3 separate regions of the Macaca mulatta genome follow, and regions 1 and 3 are each linked to region 2. Evidence: chromatin contacts called from public Hi-C data. All regions are on one chromosome and are shown on one strand. Each heading gives the region's core, a stretch centred on a gene start, on an enhancer-like site or on the middle of the called end of the contact. The rest is flanking DNA. Distances are from core to core; before and after follow the strand shown.

Region 1 (3,402 bases), core at 501-3,000, 88 kb after region 2:
CCGTCCATGGTAGTTCATGCCTGTAATCCCAGCACTTTGGGAGGCTAAGGTGGGAGGATCACTTGAGCACTGTACCCCAGTTTAGGTGACAGCGTGAGATCTTGTCTCAAAAATAAATAAATAAATAAATTGAGCTCTTCAGTCACACCATGTTTCAAGTATTTGATAGCCACATGTGGCTAATGGCTACTGTTTTGGACAACACAAATATAGAAGATTTTCACCATTGCAGAAGGCTCTGCTTGACAGTTCTTGTCTGAATATCTTAGTGTAGCTTGTGAGGTCTTTTACAATCTCACCTCAACCTTTTGCTCCAGCCCAATTTTTGGCTGTTCCTCATTGTTTAACCCCATCTACTTTCTCAATGTTCCACAACGGCTCTGTGCCCTTTCATAGCTCCATGCCTTTGAACATGGTGTTCTCTCTTTCTGAAATACCCTTTGACTTTCTTCTCTGGCAAAGTCCTATTTACCTTTTAAGATCCAACTCAAACATCACCTTCCTTGTGGAGTTCGCTGACTTTCCTAAACAGTCATTTCTTGTCCTCTGTTTCCATTGCTCATTGAACCAATCTCTATTGTCCTTATCACAGTAGTTTGTTATTATTTACTTATTAATCTGATCCTCCTTTTGGAGGGAGGATCCTATCTGTTTTAGCAATCTGCCCTAATAATTACCTGAAATTGTTTGCTTGATACCCTTTTGATAATCAAGTAACATATCTTCTTCTTTATGTGCTTGTTATTTATAAGTTCAGCATGTTTGAAAAGTTCACTTAGTGTTTCTGGAGAAATCCTGCCCATTTCTAGTGTAAAGCTAGAATGACTTCCTGTTTTCTAGGGTGGAGGTCAGTTTTTCTTCTAATTAATCTTGACCAGACTTGAGAAGGATGTGGTAGGAGGGGTTTCCAAGGTCAAAAACAGCAGGACTGTCTGCAGGAGCAGGTTCAGGTGTTCTCAGGTTCCAGTTATTATACAAAATATTTAGTATATGTTCAGAGAAAAAGTAGGGAGTAATGATGGAAAAAATAAAAACAACCTCCATGGAAAGAAAACCGGGGTATCGTATTTGACTTTTTCCAGGCTAAGCCCAAAAGCAATGATGTAGTGAGGGGGAAGTTTTTATTTCCATTTTGCAAAAACGTAATTTTTTTTTCCTCCCGGGATTTGGTAAGATTTTCATAAATTCTTGTGAATTCAATTACAGGGAAGTAAATCCTACTTACTAGTAAACTATCAATTTGTTTCTCTTTTCTTACAAAAGAGAAACAAATTGATACACTTCACATCACCCGGTAAAGCTTATTTTTTCTGAGAAGGCCATAAGCCCTAACGGCTCAGAATCTAAGAGACCTTCACTGATTGTCATCGCCTAGCGGCCACCGCAAACCTTACAGTCAATCATCTTCCCCCGGGCCCCGGATCACGCCCATTGCTCAGACCACGCCCACTCAAGTCTCCTCAGAGCTCCGCCCCAGGCCCAGCAGAAGAAGATTCTCATTGGTGGAGAAGTTGTTCTGATCCCGCCCCGGAGGACTGCGATAGGCTGAATCGGCGTGGGGCGGTGGTGGTTGGCTGCTTGAGGACGGGTCCCTGGTCGTGCCTGTCAGAGAGGCTGGCGGCAGTGGCGGCTCTCCGGGCTGGGTTGTCAGTCAGTGAGAGGAGGGGGAAGATGGCTCGCCGGGACCCGTTCTGCTAGGAAGAAGGGGAGCAGGTGGTGCTGCTACTCGGGAGGAAGCAGAGCAGCTGCCGTCGCTGTGGCTGCGAGCCTCACGAATCGAGGTCCTGCAGGTGGAGCTCCGGCAGCCGCTCTGGTGAGTCCAGCCGAGAGACCCACGCCGGGCCCCCAGGGCGTCTGGCGACAGATAACTTTTTTTTTGTCAGGGAGGAGCCGGGGCGAGGCGGCGGCAAGGACAGGACCGAGACTTTGTCCCCCGGGCCGCGGCTCTACTGGGGGTAACGGCTCCCGCGCGAGGCGCCACGGGTGGGCGCGAGGCGGCGCCAGGCGCTGGGGGCTTCTGGCTGGCGGGTGGGCTGCGGCCGGCGAATGTTCGCCCCGAAGTTGGGCGCAGCCCGCCCGCTGCCTGGAGGGCGGCAGCTTTGTGCGCGCGATTCGGGTCTCTCCTTCCCGGCGAGGAGCAGTCCAGCCTTCTGCCGTGACCCGGGTGCCGCCGCCTCGGCCCCACCGGCCGCTCCTCTGCGGGATGGGCCTGGGGCGGGAGCCCCCGGTCCCCTCCCTGCCGCGGCGGATGCTCCGGCCTCTGCCTCCTCTCCCATCCGCGCTCTCCGCTCCCGCGAGGCCGCCGCTGTCCGTCCGGTCTGGTGGCCACAATGGTCACTATCGACCCCCCGCCCCCGCCCCTTGGGAGGATAGTGTTGGCCTGAGTCGTTCTTGGGTCCCCTGCAGGGCGGAGAGGTTCAGACAGCAGCCACGCTTCCTTCATGGGTTATTACGCTGAAGATCTCTTCTTGAGCCCTTGCCCTTTCTTTCTATGAGTTATTCCTCTCCCGAGGCTCATTTTAACATACTCGGGAATCCTCGGGGGTTTGGCTCCAAATGGTTGCATTAAAACACCCCCAAGTTTGTATGCTTCAGAGCGAAATTTGGTGTCCGCCCGTCAGCTTGCACATGTGTGCTTTGTGAGTTTAGACCTTCCTGAAAGATTTTAATTTTGCCTAAGTGGTTTAGTACTGCACAGAATCTGCTCTCTGAGAAATACACTATCACAAGCCTGACAGCCACGGCGCTCTTCAGGTAGGGGGAATTCGTTCCACCGGCAGCTACTCCTTATCTCAGAGACTGCGCTACAGGCAGTAGGGCCAAGCTGACCTTTTGCAAATTATTTATCCTTGGGTCACACAGTAGTTTTTTGGAGCAGGTGGGCCACCTCTTTGGTTCATGTAACACTTGACAGTTTGAGGTTTTCAGCTTTCATATCTTATTGGCATACAGTCAGAAAGACTGGGAGGCTTGTTTTCCATGAGGACATTCTTCTGCTAACATCCACAGGCACCCCACCTCCCCCGACATTTCTAAGTATTTTTTTTTCTTTAGGTGAACACATTTTAAGGTTTACAGGATGAATAGTAGTCTAAACCCCCATATTTTTGAAGTGCAGGCAAAGGCAAGGAAGGAAAAACATTTAAGATCTGCTTGGCCAATAGTAGCTTCAAAGTTAGCTATTCAAATAATCAGTTCAATCAAACCAAGTGGCAAGGGGGAAAAGCATCACATATTTAGGAAACAAATTCTGGATTTGACTCGTTTATCCTTATTCAATTTATTGAAATTACCGTAGAGGGATTAGAAGGATTAGAAACCTTCTTAGTCATCGGCATTAGCAGTACCTGGATACAGACACCCGATGAGGCATTAGCTGGGTCAGCGTTTATCCTTGCTGTG
Region 2 (3,413 bases), core at 16-2,515:
TCCCAGAACCACTAGACAAAGCAAACTAGGTTTTGCAGTTACACACAACTCACATCCTGCTTTGTCCTCTTGAAATAGGATCCCAGTCAACAAAACCCAAACATTCCCACAAATCTCCTTAGATGTGTATTATCTATAAATAAAGCTTACAGAAAGGAAAAAGTGACTTTCTATGCTTATCGGTATAGATGTTATGGAATTAAAAATAATAATAATAAAGCCTCTTTGGTTCACCTTCGCCAGCGTTAAAATCCGTTCTTTTCATAACCCACCTTTCGCCGATGTGCTGCAGACTTTCATGAATGCACCACACACCAAAGACAGAACAAAGAGCTCCTCTTAATAACAGGGGCGCACAGTGCCCTTAGAAGATGGCATGGTATTTATCGATGGCTGCTTCTGCTCTAAATTAACACGTACAGGAGGACGTTTTCAACTAGCTCCACCGGGGAAACACTGGAGGGGGCGGGGATCCTTATTTAAGAGCAGCTGATTTCAGGCCAGCAACTCTCCTCCCTTTGGGGGCTTCGGTTTGGGCTATGCCAATGGGTTTCTTCACACAAGATCTCACGACACTTTAAAACGGCTCGCCGGTGGAAGAATCCTCGCCTCACAAAGAGATAACTAGGGCAGAGCTGTTACACAACCGATACCCGACGGCGAAAGCCAGCCCGAGGAGTCCCCCAGGAGTCTGACTTGGGAGCTACATCCTCCGCAGGCGAGAAGCACTTTTGCTCGAGAATTGTTTTACGCGCCCCTCTACCAACTGCGGACTCGCCTGCGAAAATGGAAGAAGGGGCGAGGACCGAGGAAGAGGGGCGCGATCCACAGGGCGCGGGGTTCGACGCCGGGAGCCAGGGACCCGAGCCCCGGACCACCTCCCACCGTCGTCCGTCACTCCCACAGAGGCGGTACCTGTTTCCGCATGTTATTCATGACGCCCATGAAACCCGCCAACAATTTAGCTTCTTCCCGAGCAGCAAGTTTCTTCTCTGTCTTCTTCTTGCTGTTCTTCTCCACCCCGGAGGCTGCCATCCTCCCTCAGCTCGGTTCACGCCCGGGACTCGCCGGGCCGGGCGAGGGGTCGCACTCTCTGGGCACACTGGGGATTCTATCGACCAAACACGGCGATCGGAACTGCGGCTGCAGCACCCAGCTCTGGAACGCGCGACAGGCGGCGGTGGCTCGGCCACTGCCGAAAGACAAGGCCGGGCGGCCCCCTCAGGAGCGCTCAGGGAGCGACGCTGCCAGCTGGGCTGCGTCCCCGGGCAGAACCCGAGTCCGGCCGAGGAGCCTGCGCACTTCGCGCAAGGAGGCGGGGGCCCTTTGAGGGGAGTCAGGGGCGGGGCCTCGAACGTCACAGTGGCGCGCCGCTCCGAGCAATGTGACTGCAGGCAAAGGTGCGGCTGGGTGCTTTGTCGCTGTCCCGCGCTGAGTGAATTTTGCCTCGGAGCTGGTCCGAGGTCGCGCCTGCCCTTCTGTGTGCCCAAGGCAGATTTCCAGGTTTCGGTTACGTGATTATCTTTTTGTTTTTTGATAATAGGGCGGTGGAACATGCAAAGGTGTCTCCCATCAGTGTAAGGCTTCATAGGAACAGGGTCGGTGTTCAGTGCAGTATCTGAGCCTGGTGTATGGTAGGCGCTCAGTAGATATTAAATGATGAAAGGATGTTACTGCACGTTAAAGTCTTGTTACACCGAGTACAAGATTTATTTTCATGGGATTCATAAAGCAACAGCACACAGTCACGTGCTGTCTCCTTGGCGTGCAGTGAGTGTCTGCCTAACTAGGCTGGCTTACTATGTGTTCACAACTGAAATCAGTTGTCAGTCAGTTCTAGAAATCTTCAGTTAGGCTTCTCTAAGTGTTTTTACGGTAACACGGAACTCAATCACAGCCCTCATGGAAATGCTTTTTGTAACCATATTCTTTCTAGTGTATAGTAATATACAGGATTATTTGAAATTGTACATTAATGTTATGAAAACTTTATATTTCATTGGTTTTCCTCCTCAGTCTATATAGGACTGTATAGAGACCTATTTTATGTAAAATAATTTACACTATTGAGGCTTTTTTTTTTTTTTTTGAGGCAGGGTCTCTGCCCTGTCACCCAGGCTGGGGGTGCAATGCAGTGGCTTGAAGCCTCAGAACTCCTGGGCTCAAGCAATCCTCCCATCTCAGCCTCCCAAGTAGCTGGGATTACAGGCGTGCAACACAACTCTGGGCTAATTTTTAATTTTAAAATTTTGTTGTTGGTGGTGGTGTTGGTGGTGGTGGAGAAGAGGTCACACTATGTTGCCCAGGCTTGTCTTGAGCTCCTGGCGTTACGCAATCCTCCCACCTAGGCCTCCCAAAGTGCTGGGATTACAGGAATGAGCCGCCAGTCTTGGCCCACAGTATACTTTTCTTGTTGGGGACAAACAACATAACATAATCCAGATGAAAGAGCAAACTGTATATATGCCTCAATTTTTACAAAAGAGTAAGATATTTATGTCTCTGTACACTTTATCTTTCTTCTTTTAATCTAGAGGTTCTCAGATGTGCCTCTATTTTAACTAGTTGATTTGGGGATTTAAGGTGAACTCTGGCAATAGGAATAATTTATTGTTAATAAAATTAGAAATGAGAAAATTTTTCATTCAGTTTATTAAATGACCCAGGACACTGAAGAAAAACAGAATAACTTTTTTTTTCTTTTTTTTAATCGAAAAGAAGTAGAAATCTGTCTTCTAACTCGAAGGCCTTGAGAGATGAAGGATCCGTGATTCAAAGGCAGAAATGTAGGTGATGAAAAAGAATGCTGTTCTGCAATAAAGCAAAAAAGAAACAAGGAACAGCATCCTTAGTGCTTGGTGTTAGAACAGTCTTTTTACATATTGCTGAATATAAAACATCAAAGTTCATGGAAGAGCCATAGGATTCAGAACTCAAAGAGACCACAGAGATTATACAGTACAGGGGTTAAGCATGAGACTGCCTGGATGCAAAATCAAGCATCTCAACTTTCTAGTTGTGCAACTTTGGACAAATTGCTTAACTTCTGTTATGCCTCAGTCTCCTTATCTGTGAAAATAGAACCTACCACATGGAACTGCCATAAAGATTATAAAAATGCTTAGAGGGGTGCCAGCACAAGACCCTTAAAATTACTTTACTGAGTTAATAATACACATATACCTCAGAGATATTTCAGGTTCTGTTCCAGACCACCACATAAAGTAAATATCGCAGTAAAGTGAGTCACACAAATTTTTTGGTTTCCCAAAACATATGCAAGTTATGTTTACACTATACTGTAGTCTGTTAAGTGTGCAATAATACTGTATCTGCAAAAGCAATGCACATATCTCAATTAAAAAGTACTTTGTTGCTAAAAATTGCTAATGATCATCTAAGCCTTTGCAAGT
Region 3 (3,121 bases), core at 386-2,885, 75 kb before region 2:
AGTCCTAATTTTTGGTTTGAAATATTTCACTAGATTAATTGTGGATGAAATAAAAGGACTGTCTTCCCTTAAGTGGGATCAGACGTGAAACCATCAAGCAATACAAGGTTTAAAGGTTAGACGTAGCCTGCCGCGGTCACTCACGCCTGTAATCCCAGCACTTTGAAAGACCGAAGCGGGCGGATCACCTGAGGTCACGAGTTCAAGACCGGTCTGGCCAACATGGCGAAATCCTGTCTCTACTAAAAATACAAAACTTTTCAAGGGCATGGTGGCGGGCACCCGTAATTCCAGCTACTCGGGAGGTTGAGGCGTGGGAATCGCTTGAGCCTGGGAGGTGGAGGTCGCAGTGAGCTGCCTGAGAGAGCAAGAGGCTGTCTCAAAATATCACATCACACCACACCACATCACATCACATGAAGAGCCCTAAAGGAGGGGAAGGAAGGGAGGCAGCACCTAATTATTAACCCGATCTTTAAAATCTTGTGTTGTTCTAAGGTTTCACGTCTAATCTCTCCTTTCCTTTAAGATAAAAAGCTTTGACAATGATCTAGGCCCAGGGATTAGATTAACGAGGCCCCCACATCCCCTTTCCTCATCTCCCGGAGAGTTACTGGACTTCCCACCTTCCCAATTTCACCCCAAATTTATGAGCAGGTGCATTTTTTCTGCGGTATGGCTCTATAGGTTTTATTAGATTTTCTTTTCTTTTCTTTTTTTTTTTTTGAGACAGAATCTCGCTCTGTCGCCCAGACTGGAGTTGGGTGGCGCGATCTTGGCTCACAGCCACCTTCACCTCCCGGGTTCAAGCGATTCTCCTGCCTCAGCCTCCTGAGTAGGTGGGATTACAGGCGCGCGCCACCACGCCCGGCTAATTTTTTTTTTGGTATTTTTAGTAGAGACGGGGGTTTCACCATGTTGGTCAGGCTGGTCTCGAACTCCTGACCTCGTGATCCGCCCGCCTCGGCCTGCCAAAGTGCTGGGATTACAGGCGTAAGCCACCGCACCTGGCCGGTTTTATTAGATTTTCAAAGAAGTCCACGACTTATCCCAAATGAAGTCCTGATTCTGACCCAAGCTGCTAGCCTCACCCTCGAAAAAACAACTTAGTAATAATTATATTCAATTACGGCATTTACCTACAAGATAGTTTCGATACTTAATTCCGATTTAAAAACTCAGTTTCGCAAAAGCATCCAGGCCCAAACCCAGGTCCTCTGAAGCTCAATAGAAACGGACCCCATGAATAATATGTAGATAAAACCCTCGGTTTAAAAACGTTGTGCAGGGCCCATTGGGGCCGGCAAGGCAGCGATGCGGGCACGTTGGGGTCACCAGCACTGGGACACAAGTGGGACGTCCGGTCCCCGCCAGCCGGCCCTTCACGGCTCGGTTACCGCGGAGGATGCAGAGGACATTCACCTGAAGACTGCTGCTGCGGTTGCTGCCGTCCTCCTCCTGCACCCCTGGCACCAGGATGTTCGTTCCAGCACCGATCTCCAAAGCGGCACCGGCCTTGAAGGAAGAATTGACAAATGGCCATTGCAACTGCGCTGCCGACGGAGGGGTCTTCGGTCGGCACCGGTGGATGCCAGTTACTGGGCAGAGAGCCCCAGGCAACTTCCGCGCCCGGCCGGGCTACTGTGACGTCATCTTCTCGCGCCGGGGGAACCTGTCTCACCCCCCCAGTGCCATGAGACGCGTGGACTTGAGCCAATAAGATTTGAGAAGAGCGGACCGCTCTGACGCTTGAGTGTGTCCTGGGAAGGCGGGATGCTTGAACGGTTACGTGAAGACCGGAGGCGCGTTTGACCCCGGTGCAGGGCCTCGGACTACAGGAAGGCTTGAGGCCCAAAATGAGGGGAAAGCGGAGCAAGCAAACGCACAACTTCAGCAAGGCCCTGAGAGGAGACTTAGCTATGATTTGCGAGACCGAGTCGTTCTTGCTAAGACAGTAAAACTTAGCTTGGGTTGAGAAAGTAACAAAATGCCCAGCCTTTCATCTGAATGGATAACAGAGTCAAATAAAGCCAGACGTGACGTTAAGAGGAAACAATGTTTCTTTTAGGACATACTGCAACGGAAAAGTATTACCCCTTTGAGTGAGTAGTACATTCTTACTACACACTCAGAAACCTTGTTCTTTCAAGTCCACATAAACGTTGCTATTTGAAATTATATCAGAACCAGTGAAACGTCCCATCCTTGCCTGGAGGATCTAAGTCTCTCTGACGCAGAGAAGCAGCCTCAATTTCTATCTAGGTGTAGAGCTTCATTCATATAAACGGTTTCTGAAAACATTATATATTTTCTTAACTTTGCAGTTTCCAAGGAAACATGCCCTACATTCAGTTCTCGTCCAGACCTGATGTTAATGCCTTTACACACAGCTATGTTTTGAGATTTCATTTAAATTTCACCTAAACTTCACTCTCCCTGCCAAAACATACAATAACTACCTTTTATTTTGTACGGTGAGACACCCCACAGCTCCTCTGGTGTGCAGTCTTCTTGATTGCAATAAGTCAATAAATCTGACTTTGTTGGCTTACAGGTTTGTGCTGGTGGTTTTAGGATTATTGGGCTGGGAGTGAGCCATCATTCTTGCTCATGTAATTTGTTTGGATTTTGAAGACAGAATCTACAGGACGGGAACTACTTGTCCAAACTAGTTTTTTATTTTCTTTAATCAAGGCAATTCATTTATTTTGAAACAAATTTATGGAAAAGTTACAAATAGCAGTACAAAGAACTTTTTTCCTGAACCATTTGAGACTATGTTGCAGACCTAATGCCCCATCATCCAAATACTTACTGTATATTTTCTACAAACAAACCAGGGCATTCTATATAACCACAACACAATCAACAAAATTAGGACATTGATACTGATGCACTACTACTCTCTAATCCTTAGACTCCATTTATGTTTTGCCAAATGTCCCAATATTGTCCTTTAGAGGAAAAGGGTTCAGTTCAGAATCATTGTTGCTTAGGCATATTTCTTTTGTCTCCTTCAATTTGGAAGATTTTTTTGTTTTTCCTTTTCATAACCTTGACACCATTAAAGACTACAGGCTGGTTATACTGTAGAAGTTCCTTAGTGCAGGTCTGTTTGATG

Evidence for each region. A called contact is a pair of places that touch in the nucleus more often than the background predicts.
Region 1: a Hi-C map of fetal cortical plate shows a contact between it and region 2, with 2.4 times the contacts expected there. The contact joins the promoter of HYCC1 here to the promoter of KLHL7 in region 2. A contact is called at or near these places in 2 of 14 Hi-C or Micro-C datasets (fetal cortex germinal zone and fetal cortical plate).
Region 3: a Hi-C map of fetal cortex germinal zone shows a contact between it and region 2, with 4 times the contacts expected there. The contact joins the promoter of NUP42 here to the promoter of KLHL7 in region 2. A contact is called at or near these places in 5 of 14 Hi-C or Micro-C datasets (CD4 T cells, blood, fetal cortex germinal zone and 2 more).

Annotation. Positions count from the first base shown.
Region 1 is chr3:105,348,003-105,351,404 of T2T-MMU8v2.0, forward strand. HYCC1 (hyccin PI4KA lipid kinase complex subunit 1) reads left to right here and starts at 1,751. Exons shown (of 11, transcript NM_001266156.1): 1 at 1,751-1,813.
Region 2 is chr3:105,260,275-105,263,687 of T2T-MMU8v2.0, forward strand. KLHL7 (kelch like family member 7) reads right to left here and starts at 1,266. Exons shown (of 11, transcript NM_001260642.1): 1 at 916-1,266. The coding sequence starts at 1,035.
Region 3 is chr3:105,184,450-105,187,570 of T2T-MMU8v2.0, forward strand. It overlaps NUP42 (nucleoporin 42), which reads right to left and starts at 1,636. Exons shown (of 7, transcript NM_001266179.1): 1 at 1,423-1,636. The coding sequence starts at 1,543.